Regions from separate parts of the Salmo salar genome. Here region 2 is linked to region 1. Evidence: chromatin contacts called from public Hi-C data. All regions are on one chromosome and are shown on one strand. The core of a region is the stretch at or near the end of the contact, and the rest is flanking DNA. Distances in the headings are between cores, read along the strand shown. Region 1 has its middle 36 kb from the start of trnat-ugu. Region 2 holds the start of LOC106561388 (inactive tyrosine-protein kinase PRAG1).

What was found. Hi-C and Micro-C count contacts between places; a contact is called where the count stands out from the background.
Region 2: a contact with region 1 is called in a Hi-C map of gill, with 1.7 times the contacts expected there. The contact joins the promoter of LOC106561388 here to the enhancer-like site in region 1. A contact is called at or near these places in 2 of 3 Hi-C or Micro-C datasets (gill and muscle).

What each region holds. Positions count from the first base shown.
Region 1 is chrssa01:124,448,245-124,455,822 of Ssal_v3.1, forward strand. No RefSeq gene overlaps it. Among protein-coding and RNA genes, the nearest start is that of trnat-ugu, 36 kb to the right of the region's middle. Within about 2 kb of position 4,042, at least 4 of the 13 cell types and tissues checked have an H3K27ac peak or open chromatin away from gene starts, as enhancers often do. A contact at or near this core is called in gill, where this site is marked.
Region 2 is chrssa01:124,519,496-124,527,073 of Ssal_v3.1, forward strand. It overlaps LOC106561388 (inactive tyrosine-protein kinase PRAG1), which reads left to right and starts at 3,958. Exons shown (of 8, transcript XM_014125317.2): 1 at 3,958-4,589; 2 at 6,344-6,507.

The sequences.
Region 1 (7,578 bases), core at 2,792-5,291:
CTGTAACGTAACAAAATTTAGAAAAAGTAAAGGGGTCTGAATACTTTAGGAATGCAATGTAGGTATATATGTACTGTATTTAAAGTGCATTCGGAATATATTCAGACCCCTTGACCTTTTTCTTTAACTGCACACAATACCACATAACGACAAAGCAAAAACACAGTTTTTGAATATTTTGCAAATGTGTAAAACCCCCCTCCCGCTGGAAATATCACATTTACATAAGTATTCAGACCCTTTACTCAGTACTTTGTTGAAGCACATTTGGCAGTGATTACAACCTTGAGTCTTCTTGGGTATGACGCTACAAGCTTGGCACACCTGTATTTGTGGAGTTTCTCCCATTCTTCTCTGCAAAGCCCCTCAAGCTCTGTCAGGTTGGATGGGGAGCATTGCTGCACAGCTATTTTCAGGTCTCTCCAGAGATGTTTGATCGGATTCAAGTCCGGGCTCTGGCTTGGCCACTCAAAGTTTCCGGGCTCTGGCTCATTCAGAGACTTGTCCCGATGCCACTCCTGTGTTGTCTTGGCTGTGTGCTTAGGGTTGTTGTCCTGTTGGAAGGTGAAGCTTCGCCCCAGTCTGAGGTCCTGAGCGCTCTGGAGCAGGTTTTCATTAAGGATCTCTCTGTACTTTGCTCCATTCTTCTTTCCCTTGATCTTGACTAGTCTCCCAGTTCTTGCCGCTGAAAAACATCTCCACAGCATAATGCTGCCACTACCATGCTTCACCGAAGCGATGTGCAAGGTTTACTCCAGACGTGACGCTTGGCATTCAGACCAAAGAATCCAATCTTGGATTCATAAGATCAGAGAATCTTGCTTCTCACGATCTGAGAGTTTTTACGTGCTTTTTGGCACACTCCAAGCAGGCTGTCATATGCCTTTTACTGAGGAGTGGCTTTCGTCTGGCCATTCTACCATAAAGGCCTGATTGATGGAGTGCTGCAGAGATGGGTGTCCTTCTGAAAGTTTCTCCCATCTCCACAGAGGAACTCTGGAGCTCTATCAGAGTGACCATCAGGTTCTTGGTCACCTGCCTGACCAAGGCCCTTCTCCCCCGATTGTTCAGTTTGACCGGGCGTCCAGCTCTAGGAAGAGTCTTGGTGGTTCCAAACTTCTTCCATTTAAGAATGATTGAGGCCACTGTGTTCTTGGGGACCTTCAATGCTGCAGAAATGTTTTGGTACCCTTCCCCAGATCTGTGTCTCGACACAATCCTGTCTCGGAGCTCTAAGGACAATTCCTTCGACCTCATGGCTTGGTTTTTGCTCTAACATGCACTGCCAACTGTGGGACCTTATATAGATAGGTGTGTGCCTTTCCTAATCATGTCCAATCAATTGAATTTACCACAGGTGGACTCCAATCAAGTTGTAGAAACATCTCAAGGATGATCAATGGAAACAGGATGCACCTGAGCTCAATTTCGAGTCTCATAGCAAAGGTTTTGAATACTTATGTAAATAAGGTATTTCATTTTTTTTGATAAATTTGTAAACATTTCTAAAAAACTGTTTTTGCTTTTCCATTATGGGGTATTGTGTGCAGTTTGATGAGGAAAAATGGTATTTAATCTCTTTTAGAATAAGGCTGTACCGTAAGAAGAAGAGGTCAAAGGGTCTGAATACTGTCTGAATACTTTCCGAATGCAGCCTATATTGTTTGCATTCAAGGCCAGGTCGTTTTTACTGCTCTCCGTTTGTCACTGTCAGAGTAGCCATTCATTCTGGTCATTTCTGTACTATTAAAAAAATATTATGCTAATGTTTTCTATCCTAAATTACGTGGAATTGCATGTAATGCATTTATAAAATGCTTTTTTTTTACCCTACTTAAATTGTTAACCAATGTGTAGAAACGTAAAAACTCATATCCCCCCCACATCTTCCCACGGCTATGCATGCCATGACTGTATGGCACCCAGTACCATGCCCAGGAAGTCTAACCTGCAACGTACAACTACGTCAAAATTACACTGACGCTTGGTAGACAGCTGTTTCTCCTGTTTTGATCACACGCACTTTGGCGAAAGGTGCCCTGCTGGTGATTAATTGCTGGGTTGGTTGTCTGTCTTGTCTGGCCATGACTTAGAGGCACTGTGTGTTGATGAATCATTACACTGACTAGCTGTCAATCATGCTGATGAGGTATGTGATTTTGGTGTTAACAGGTGCAAAAACAAGGAGAGGACAAGGATCTGAACACCTGATAGACATAAATGAAACAACCTAATAGCCTAGTTGTGCTTGGACCTGTAAACTTGTTACAGTACCTGTGCTTGTACACAGGCAGTGTGCTAAAATGAAAGCCACAAAATATTTTGGGCTACACTCTTAGAAAAAAGGGTTCCAAAAGGGTTATTCGACTGTCCCCATAGGATAACCCTTTTTGGTTACAGATGGAACCCTTTTGGGGTTTAATATAGAACAGGGTTTGCCAAACTCAGACCTGGGCCCCCCCCTGAGTGCATGTTTTGGTTTTTGCCCTAGCACTACACAGCTCAGCTGATTCAAATAATCAAAGCTTGATGATGAGTTGGTTATTTGAGTCAACTGTGTAGTGCTCCAGGACTGAGTTTGGGAAATCCTAATGTAGAACCCTTTGTGGAAAGGGTTCTACCTGGAAACAACTAGGGGTTTTCAAAGGGTTCTCAGTAGAGTGTCCTCTAAGTAGAGTGCACAGTATATGAGAACCCTTTGAAAACCCCATTTTTGGTTCCAGGTTGAACCCTTTTGCGTTCCACCCTTATGATTCTTCCTGACTAGAAGACTTTTCTCTGACTCAAAACAAAACCTACCATGGTAGCTGAGATGCTTTGGACAAGCATATTGCGCCCAGGTAAAAGAGACAAGACATACATAAGAGAGACAATACCTGGAAGTTTCAACAGATCTTTCTGTCAAGACATGTTGCCCTGAGTTTGCCACGGATAACATGTACATCTTTGTCTGGCCTGCAGGGTTGGCTGGTGTACTGTACGATAGGCATAACCTCTCTTTACCTGTCTTCTCTCTCTTTAACATGGGAGATACAACAGAAAACTATGCCCTTCAATGGAAGAAAACTGCAAAGAGCAGTCTCGTAAAACTGTCATCAATCATTGATAGAAGAGGAAGATAAGGCGAACAGCTCCTGCCAAACCTAGAGCTGGTGTGTGTGTGTGTGTGTGTGTGTGTGTGTGTGTGTGTGTGTGTGTGTGTGTGTGTGTGTGTGTGTGTGTGTGTGTGTGTGTGTGTGTGTGTGTGTGTGTGTGTGTGTGTGTGTGTGTGTGTGTGTGTGTGTGTGTGGCAAGCTGGCTTATAATGTTAGATGAGAGGTTACTTGTTTAATTTTTCCAATTGAAGTCAGAAGAGGAAGGTATTTGTCTGGGAGACAGACAGGGGTGAGAGAGTTCTGCCAGTGGCAGTACAGTCAGAATAGGCTTTTTACATTCCAAAAGAGACAATGTCTGATAAGTAAAACATAACAAGGACAGCATCCAAATGGCACCCTATTCCCTGTACAGTGCACTACTTTTGCCCCTCTACCAATAGGGCTCTGGTCAAAAGTAGTGCACTCTATAGGAAATAGGGTGCCATTTGTGATGCAGAGAAAGGGGAAGAAGGAGCTCTGTTCATGCCCAGTCAGGCTTGCCATGGTGGGGTTGTTACGTAACGGGCTCAGCCTCAAAGAGAGGAGTACAGGAGAGCGAGAGAGCGAGAGAGCGAGAGAAGAGGAGTACAGGATGTCTCGCTAGTCTATTGTCAGCTCAGCTGCAGCTCGACCTTTACAGAAAGCTGCTGTGGGAAGGGAACTAGGAACACGTTGTTCTTACACATGAATTGTCAAAATGTGTTAAAGGAGAATGTCTTTTTTAGAACCAAATCTAAATGTTTTATGTAAATGGCAGAGGTGTGGGCTCTAGTCACATGACTTGGACTCGAGTCTAACTCGAGTCACAAATTTGATGACTTGAGACTCGACTTGATAGAAAATAAAATAACTTGAAGACATAACCCTAACACTAACCCATAACTTGAAGACATGACTTGGACTTGGAGCCTCAAGACTTGAGACTGATGATACTAGCATAGGCCAACTGGTCTTTTGGTATGTCAAAATTGCTTGACATTTTACATCAAGTGCCCATGAGCAGTGGTGTCATTAGGCCTGTGGCTTTTTTATTTTTTTTACTTGACTTGTGACTCAGCTCGACTTGACTTGCACTTAGAATGCACAACTTGAACTCGAATCGAGACTCGACCCACTCTACTTGGGACTCGACTTGAGACATGGACCTTGTGACGTGAGACATGCTTGTGGCTTAAAAAATAGGGACTTGGTCCCACCTCTTGTGGCATGTTAGAGAAGGGTCCAGACACATTTTGTGTGAATTCACATTTTTGAAAACGTATCCCAAACAGCAAATCCCTTCCTCATCCTCATTGTGTAGTACGGGGGCCAGCGTAGTGGAAGTGTTGTTCCCTACCTTCAGCACCTGGGGGCGGCCCGTTAGAAAGTCCAGGACCCAGTTGCACAGGGCGGGGTTCAGACTCAAACCCAGAGCCCCGAGCTTAATGATGAGCTTCGAGGGTACTATGATGTTGAAGGCTAAACATTCAGTGAAATGTTCCCATACTCATTCAAAATACTCAGTAGTACTAGACTTTCTTACATACATAAGAAAGGCCTGAGGACAAAATACAGTATGGTCTCTGTAAAGATGGAATGCACAAATCGCTACAGTATACAGTAGCTGTTAATACTTATCCTAGTGTCTTTGCCTGAGCCTGGGGCCGCCAGGTTTATAGGACCATAAAGAAACTCCCTTCTCTTAACTCGATGGAGAAACTACAATATCTACAAACAAAGGGAAGTTGGAAGTTGAGTAGTTTTAACCTCAGATATTCTCGCCATCTCAAATGGCACCCTATTCTGTTTATAGTCCACTACTCTTGACCAGAACTCAATACTTTTAACCAGAGCTCTGGTCAAAAGTAGTGCACTAAGGAATAGGGTGCCATTTGATATTAACAGAATCAACTGTTGTGTACTTAGTTACACTCTGTTCCGATAAGGAAGGAGGTCAGGAAACCCTGAGTTAGCAGAAGGAAAGACGCCAGATCAGGATCAGGACCGGGGGAAGACGACTCGGATGACTCCCATGGGGGCAGTAGAATACTCAAGGCTACATATAAACTGTAATGTTCCTGGTCCACAAGACTTGACATATACCACCAATGGCAGGTAGCCTAGCAGTTAGAGCGTTGGAGCCTTTGTTCCTGTTTTTTCATTCATGTTTTTTCGGGAAGCTGGCTCGAATACCCGAGCCAACAAGGTTAAAAATCTGTTGATGTGCCCTTGAGCACTTAACCTGAATTTGCTCCAGGGGCAAAGTACTACTATGGCTGACCCTGTAAAACAACACATTTCGCTGCATCTATCCAGTGTATGTAACAATAAATTCAAAAAGGAGAAATGAATGGTAAGGCCTTTAGGCCAACATACTTGGTTTCTAAAAACACGCATCACACTGTATTTAACTCTTACACTTGTACACTTGGAGGGAAATACACTGAATAAAAATATGAACGCAACATGCAACAATTTCAAAGATTTTACAAAGTTACAGTTCATATAAGGAAATCTGTCAATTGAAATAATTTCAATAGGCCCTAACCTATGGATTTCACATGACTGAGAATACAGATATGCATCCGTTGGTCACCGATACCTTAAAAAAAGGTAGGGGCGTGGATCAGAAAACCAGTCAGTATCTGGTGTGGCCACCATTTGCCTCATGCAGCGCGACACATCACCTTTGCATAGAGTTGTTGATTATGGCAATGTGGAATGTTGTCCCACTCCTCTTCAATGGCTGTGCGAAGCTCCTGGATATTGGCTAGAACTGGAACGTGCTGTCGTAAATGTCGTTCCAGAGTATCCCAAACATGCATAATGGGTGACATGTCTGGTGGGTATGCAGGCCAGGGAAGACCTGGGACATTTTCAGCTTCCAGGAATTGTGTACAGATCCTTGTGACATGGAGCCGTGCATTATCATGCTGAAACATGAGGTGACGGCACAACAATGGGCCTCAGGATCTCGTCACGGTATCTCTGTGCATTCAAATTAACATCGATAAAATGCAATTGTGTTAGTTGTCCATAGTTTATGCCTGCCCATACCATAACCCCACCACCACCATGGGGCATTTTGTTCACAATGCTGACATCCGCAAACCGCTAGCCCACACGATGTCATACCTGCCATCTGCCTGGTACAATTGAAACCGTGATTAATCTGTGAAGAGCACACTTTACCGCCACACTTCACATTCAATTCTCTGGTAACAGCTCTGGTGAACATTGCTGCAGTCAGCATGCCAATTGCCCCCTCCCTGAGAAATAAGCTAGGGCTGTTGCGGTAACGGTATTACCACCACACTGGTGGTCACAAGTCATGAAGGCAGTCATATTCCACGTGACCATTTAGTCACAGTGATTAGGCTTCTCCAAGCTCTGATGTAGCTGATGGTCATTAGTAGCCTTCCAAACTTGCTACGTGCCTGGTACTCAGCACTCTATCGTCCCTCTAATCACTGACATCAACGCAAATGTAATCGAAAATCTAATCTTCATGAGAGCCCATGAGCTCATGTTGTGCAACATTTATTTAGGCTATGTAATAGCATGAGAAAACAGAGTGATGGCCTCTATTAAAAAGAGGAGGATCCCATCAGCTTTCTACAGGCTAGACCTACTATATTTATTTCTCAACAATTCTAATATTAAAGCACATTGCTTATCTTTACAACAGGATTATAGCCTACCTGGCTGGCATGGAAATGAATCATGGGAAAAGAGTCCTCCGTTTGCTATTTAAGTGCATAGATGTTTTTTCCCCTGCTCCTGTTTCAAGACAGGTGCATGATAATTGTCACATTCGTGCTTATAGCCTACTGCCGTGTGCCCATTGCTGCGTTTATAGGTTGATCAACTTTTACGCTAAATGTTCTGATCTGATCCGTTAGCCACATTGCATAAAACATTTTTTTTTATGCTAGTGGTTGTATTAATTTGAGATCTATCGCATCCAACAACTGTCCCAGTGTTACGCCTGCTCCCGCTCTTCCCCCCTGGCACTCGGAGGGTGCCAGTCTCCTCAGCATTGCGCACTCCTGCCATCATCATTACGCACACCTGCCTTCCCCCGTCACGCGCATCCGCATTACCTTCCCAATATCTGTCTGGTTTCCCGCTCTGTTCCCTGCTTCAGCATTATTTGTAATTTGCCTTTGTTTACTCGTGTGCTGACGCTGTTCCTGTTCTGTTACCTGTCTGTTCCTGATTAAATGTTTGACTCCCCATACCTGCTTCTCATCTCCAGCATCGGTCATTACACCCAGACTGTTTGGAATATTTATTTCTCGCACAGAATAAAATAGGTCAACTTTTGTACTATGGGGGATAGTATATTGACATAGGCTAGTGCTTTTGCTGTTTGTTAGGCCTACTCATCTTGTTGGCTGTTGAATAGTAAATGTGGACAGTTCTTCCAATATCTTCAATACGCACCTCGGAATTGGATAAGGAC
Region 2 (7,578 bases), core at 2,708-5,207, 71 kb after region 1:
TCGCAACACCCGTCCAGCTTCCAGCAGCATTCTGACATAGCATCTCTCTCATCGTGGGGATGGTCTGTAATCGAGGGACTGATTGGCAATCTCCCCACTGTCCACTCACAGCTCACTTCTCACATTGCAAATACTGCAGGAGGCATGCCAGACAGAGCAGGCAGCCTTCTGTCAACAAACTGCTAATTCATCATCATGAATAGTAATGACATGCCAGTGGCAGGAAGGGATACTCTAAGCTTGTGTCCCAAATGGCACCCTATTCCCTATTTAGTGCACTACTTATAACCAGAAACCTATGGGCCCTGGTCAAAAGTAGTGCACTATATAGGGAATACAGTGCAATTTGTAATGCAGCTGGAAGGCAGGCTTACATTATTCTCTTTTTGCTGCAATGATCTTTTCCCATTGTATAATCCTTTATAGTTGAAAGTGATGCCCAAACATGACATGTATTCTGTTTGTATACCTGAATGCTTATGCTTTTGCAGTTCGCCTATACACCGGCTTAACTTGCAGTTGGCACCACAGTATGGGCCTATGATGACGACGGTGTATGCTGTTGCAGAAAGGCTATAATACAGAGGTCATAATGAATGAGCTTGTCTTCTGTTTCTGTGTTGCCCAGGCAGACAGCTCACCTTGCAGTTTATGATGTACTGCCACTATATACAGTGCCTTCGGAAAGTATTCAGACCCCTTGACTTTTTCCACATTGTATTAGGTTACAGCTTTATTCTAAAATTGATTAAATCGTTTTTTCCCCCTCATCAATCTACACACAATATCCCATAATGACAAAGCAAAAACAGGTTTTTAGAAATTTTTGCAAATGTATTCCAAATAAAAAACAGAAATACCATATTTACATAAGTATTCAGACCCTTTGCTATGAGACTCAAAATTGAGCTCAGGTTCATCCTGTTTCCATTGATCATCCTTGAGATGTTTCTACAACTTGATTGGAGTCCACCTGTGGTAAATTCAATTGATTGGACATGATTTTGGAAGGCACACACCTGTCTATATAAGGTCCCACAGTTGACAGTGCATGTCAGAGCAAAAACCAAGTAATGAGGTCGAAGGAATTGTCCGTAGAGCTCCGAGACAGGATTGTGTCGAGGCACGGATCTGGGGAAGGGTACCAAAACATTTCTATAGCATTGAAGGTCCCCAAGAACACAGTGGCCTCCATCATTCTTAAATGGAACAAGTTTGGAACCACCAAGACTCTTCCTAGAGCTGGCCGCCCGGGCCAAACTGAGCAATCGGGGGAGAAGGGCCTTGGTCAGGGAGGTGACCAAGAACCCGATGGTCACACTGACAGAGCTCTAGAGTTCCTCTGTGGAGATGGGAGAACCTTCCAGAAGGACAACGGAGGAGACTAGTGTGCGTTGTCGCACGTCAGGCTGTTGTTTTGACTAAGCTTTTCGCTGACAGTGATGTTTCACCTTTCAGTTGTGGAATGGGATGGTACTGAATGGTACTGACCATGCCGAGTTTGGCCTCCTTTGGCCCAGGTCATAATGAGGCTCAGCGGGGGGCACGACACGGCTCCTCCCGTCTCTCTCTCTTTCTCTCTCCGATGGTCACACTGACAGAACTCTAGAGTTCCTCTGTGGAGATGGGAGAACCTTCCAGAAGGACAACCATCTCTGCAGCACTCTGCAGCAATCAGGCCTTTATGGTAGAGTGGCCAGACGAAAGCCACTCCTCAGTAAAAGGCACATGACAGCCCGCTTGGAGTTTGCCAAAAGGCACCTATAAAGACTCTCAAACAATGAGAAACAAGATTCTCTGGTCTGATGAAACCAAGATTGAACTCTTTAGCCTGAATGCCAAAAGTCACATTTGGAGGAAGCCTGGCACCATGGTGGTGGCAGCATCATGCTGTGGGGATGTTTTTCAGCAGCAGGGACTGGGAGACTATTCAGGATTGAGGCAAAGATGAAGGGAACAAAGTACAGAGAGATTCTTGATGAAAACCTGCTCCAGAGCGCTCAGGACCTCAGACTGGGGCGAAGGTTTACCTCCCAAAAGGACAACGGCCCTAAGCACACAGCCAAGACAACACAGGAGTGGCTTCGGGACAAGTCTCTGAATGTCCATGAGCCCGGACTTAAACCCGATCGAACATCTCTGGAGAGACCTGAAAATAGCTGTGCAGCAATGCTCCCCATCCATCCTGACAGAGCTTGAGGATCTGCAGAAAAGAATGGGAGAAACTCCCCAAATACAGGTGTGCCAATCTTATAGCTTCATACCAAAGAAGACTAGAGGCTGTAATCGCTGCCAAAGGTGCTTCAACAAAGTACTGCGTAATGGGTCTCAATACTTATGTAAATGTGATGTTTCTGTTTTATATTTTTTATAAATTAGCAAAAAATTCTAAAAACCTGCTTTTGCTTTGTCATGATGAGGCATTTTGTGTAGTGCATAAATGTATTTTGTCCCCCCACACCAAACATGATCACGACACGCAGGTTAAAATATCAAAACAACTCCAGAACCAATTATATTAATTTGGGGACAGGTTGAAAAGCATTAATAATTTATGGCAATTTAGCTAGCTAGCTTGCTGTTGCTAGCTAATTTGTCCTATTTAGCTAGCTTGCTGTTGCTAGCTAATTTGTCCTGGGATATAAACATTGAGTTATTTTACCTGAAATGCACAAGGTCCTCTACTCCGCCAATTAATCCACACATAAAACGGTCAACCGAATCGTTTCTAGTCATCTCTCCTCCTTCCAGGCTTTTTCTTCTCTTGACTTTATATTGCAATTGGCAACTTTCATAAATTAGGTGCATTACCGCCACTGACCTCGTTCGTCTTCAGTCACCCACGTGAGTATAACCAATGAGGAGATGGCACGTGGGTACCTGCTTCTATAAACCAATGAGGAGATGGGAGAGGCAGGACTTGCAGCGCGATCTGCGTCACAAATAGAACTGACATCTATTTTAGCCCTTGGCAACACAGATGCTTGTTGGCGTGTGCGAGCAGTGTGGGTGCAATAATTGAATAATATACATTTCTACATTTATTTTACAACGCATGCGCACGCAACGCGAGCGGCTGTTAGGTTGTGTCCCAAAAAAGGAAAATAACATGGAATTTGATTTACCCAAACTTTAACCAGACTATGTAGATAAACCTAGCAGTACTATATTGGTATGCCAGTACATGTCCTCTCCTTTTTAACCATTCTTCTCTACAGTTCATACATTGATAGTCAATGATGCTTGGTGGTACCTAAATTGGGGAGGATGAGCTCATGGTAATGACTGGAGCAGAATTAGTGGAGTGGTATCAAATACAGGGTTTCCATGTGTTTGATGCCATTCCGTTTGCTCTGTTCCAGCCATTATTATGAGCCGTCCTCTCCTCAGCAGCCTCCACTGCTGTGCATACAATTCAATTAGGCCCATCTACAGCTGATGCTCCTTGGGAGATGACAAGTGTTTTGAATTTCCATTGAAAGTTCATAATTAAATGACTCATCGCTTATCAGGACATTAGCCTAATCGTGGGTTGCTCAGGCGAAAGACAATTCACAGACAGATAGGTCCCTGGGGCAACAACTCAACTGTGTGTATGTGTGTGCGTTAGCGCGAGCGTGCGTGCGGAGACTAGTGTGCGTTGTCGCGCGTTAGGCTGTTGTTTTGACTAAGCTTTTCGCTGACAGTGATGTTTCACCTTTCAGTTGTGGAATGGGATGGTGCTGAATGGTACTGACCATGCCGAGTTTGGCCTCCTTTGGCCCGGGTCATAATGAGGCTCAGCGGGGGGCACGACACGGCTCCTCCCGTCTCTCTCTCTTTCTCTCTCAGTACAGAAGCAGGAGCTCCGGGGGGCACTCATCCAAGCAAGGCACTGCCTGTCAGAGCCGGACCGGGGGGGACTCAAAACCATCCCCGGAGCTGCCCAAAATGCGTGTTTAATTACTTTGGGATTATCTCCCACATACCCTCCTAGTATAATAATTATGCAGTTTATCATAGGCTATACGCATGTGATAAACATCATCCCCAGGCGGCCAGGCCTATAGATATGGTGACCACGAAAATACCTTATTTCATCTTATTTCTCCCGCCCTTCACAAATAGGGTAAAATTAACAATTAGACTATATTATATTACGCGCGTCACCTATAGCCTATTCAAGCGAAATGCCCTTGCCCCTGGGAAAGCCACTGATGCACGGCTCGATATGTTGCGAGCAGAGAAAGTGAACCTAGTAGCCGAAAACCACTTTACAGCCACTTGAATGTGGCAAGACTATAGTCTGCGACTCTGCGTATAGGTTATTAGGCCTATAGTTTAGGGAGTTCCGCCCCTCGCTGCGGGAGCTTCAAGCTCACTATTCGCCCGTTCCTCTACCAGTTCACCTCGCTGCGAGTCCAGAGCAACGGATCAAAGCTAGCTGCTGGGACTCCGCATCAAAGCTTCATTTCTCGAGGCTTCCATATGAACCTGTCGGTTTGTCGGGCGTGGGATAAATAACATAAACATCTTGTTTTGGGGACCCAGTTATTTTATATTGTTTTGGAGGGCGCGAATTGCTGTTGCCAGGCAAGTCAAGTCCGCAGGTAAGCGAAAACATTTGACTCTGCCATGCGTTTTTCTTGCCAGATAGCCGAATAGCACCTCTCTGACCGATAAATTACACCTCTATGTTTATTCAAACCAGTGTTTGTTTAATTTCTCTAGGTTGAACATATAGCGGTCCCTCTGCTTAGTAGGCTATTTGCTCCATGTGTATAATCAGGCTAAGAAACCTCAATAGGAATGTCACAGGTGATCCTGCATAAAACCATTCATAGTCCAGAGCGCAATCGGATTCTAAAAGTGAAATGTTATTTATGACCATGGCTGAGCGAGGACAAGGAGCATGAAAATGTCAACATCTGTAGATATTCAGGAACTAGGCACGTGCTCCAGGAGGCTAGAAGCATACTACTTGTTTCAGAAAAATACCTTCAGGAATCTTAAAGTCGCAGTTCGAATAAGACAATCCAAAGATCGAATGAGAGTGAAGTGTTCGAATCCTCAATCAAGGAATGGGAAAATGCTGGATCGATGTTCAAACAGGCGCGGTAGTCTCATTATTTGCCTTCATACACATTATTATTTGCCTTCGTAAAACCGCGTAATGTTCTGTAGATCCTCACAAGAACTCAATATGTCGTCCGTGATCGAGTTGAGAATGTATGGCCCTATTTCGTTAATAACACGTTTTTGCCAAGTTTATTACACCAGTCGTGGAATGTGCAGAGTATCGATCCATGCGGGAAAACTTCTTCCCTTAGATGTATGCGCGCATGCATGTGAGTGCATTTTCAGCATGGAATTACTGGTTTACAAACTAGTATCAAACTTGTCTTCATAATTGTCTCATAGCTGCTTTCAGTTTGAAAGTGAAGTCACTAGCGTGATTACCAAATGCAGGTAAACTGTATTGGACACTACTACTACATGAAATAAGCTCTTTTGATGTAGACTAAGTATAAAAGTAAACCAATTCATCAGAGTTTTTTCAGCTGTTCTGTCCTTGACAAAGCCCTGCTCTGCCTCTGTCTTTATCTGAATATGACTGTCAAAAGTGTTGCCACGGAGTCTAACATTGACACAGACTGCATTCCCCACTGCACCACACTAGCCCTGAGCAAATAATGCAGTGTGTGTGTGTGTGTGTGTGTGCGCGTGTGTGTGGTGTGTGTGTGTGTGTGTGTGTGTGTGTGTGTGTGTGTGATTAACTACTGCTGCCTCTCTGCTGAAGCCTACCCCCTGCTGTCTCTGCCTAGCATGCAATAACAGAACAGTGCCAGGAAGCCAAACTGTCCTGACTGCTGCCGCCCCAACAACACAACATTACTGACCACACACACACACACACACACACACACACACACACACACACACACACACACACACACACACACACACACACACACAGAGAGAGACAGAGGGACAAAGATGGCTTTTTATTTTCAGTCTGAAAGGACGAAGTTGACCCAGACCCGCCAATCGCTTTTACATTTTTTCCCTTTTGACTTCTGAATTTCTTAACAGCCATATGAGAATTTTCACTTTCAGGTAAGTGTTTATATAAAAAAAAACAGACTTGAATTTGTGTATTAACTGTCCAGCCATACTCATTGATAGATGTTCGCCTACAGGAGTACATACTGTAGAATAGTGTCATTTCTAGGAAGAAAGAGATACACTCTGGCTGAGTATTTGGTTGTGTTCATTTCTAGAGTTGATGGAGCTGAAGAAATGGACAGCCCCCTCATATGAAACTCCTTACCACATTCATTCTTGTTTTTGTTTTGGGTGATAGGTAGATACCCCGTTGAGAACATGGAACAGCAGCTATGACTGTTTGATTCCAGCCAGGTCACCCGTAATACAAGTCGCTATTGGACGTCCATCCATGTCTGAGGACGTCAGGAGATGATGTGAAAACCGGCCCCTATGGGCAACAGTGAGCACTGTTACCTTCAAGTAGGTTTCGTTTTTGCTAGGGGGGGTGGTGGATGGGCGTACACATTTTCCTCTGATTCCAAAGGCTGCAAGTTCGAATCTAGCGATAGAAAGTCGTTTTTGAGTTTTTAGTTTTAAGCCTCTCAAACCTTATCCGTTCAGAGTTAATACCTAACCTTAAGATTTTGGAGCTAATGCCTAAACTTAACCTTAAACACTTTTGCCACAACAACGTTTGCGACAACTTCGAAATTTGACGTTGGAGAAACCTGGATGAACGTCTAATTCTGACATGAGACAGAGCTAGTTGTTGATTCAGAAGTTGACCATGTACCACACTGTCTGTCTGTATTGCCAATTCGCTCTATTGGTCACACATTTGAATATAGGCTACATTTGTAACTCCTGCTATTGGAACAAGAGTTGGAACAACAATCAGTGCTCTTTCCGGTGCTTTCCAGACAGTTCTTGTGTCAGAAAAACAACATCAAAGGAATTCAGTTTGTACTGTATATGTAAACATGCATCTCAACAAACTCCCCTCCTACAGCCTGTGTCTAGCCTATTAGTTGGTTCCTATATATTATTTACGTGGGAAACACAAGCTATAATATCAATAGCATAAATCCTCCAGTTTCTGGTGTTGTTTGATATTGGATGAGTAATCTCTTATATTATTACGCTACGTCATCTGTATTGCTTTCCTAATTCATTTAGGGGGTGGGGATATGTGTGTGTACTACTGTGAACCATTTCCAAGGTTTGTCTCTAGGTATTTAGCTCTGTGTGAAGAGACAGTAGGACACCCAGGAGGAACAAGACAAATGAACCTCCTAGTCATGTGGATTTTCTCATCGTCCTTCAGTCTTTAACAGGACTTACACAGGGAGAGGTGTTAGTGGTGCCGGGTTGGTGGTGTGAGATTCACCCTGGTGCGACTTGCGCCTCTCCACATTCAAGGCATTCCGACCTCTGTGATGTTTCAGACGTTCTAGAACGTGAGACTGCATTCTAAAAGCCTTTATGTTCCTGGGGGTCATGTGGGCTGAACAGAAAGTAGGATCCTCTAATTTAGGAGTCCTGGGAAACGAG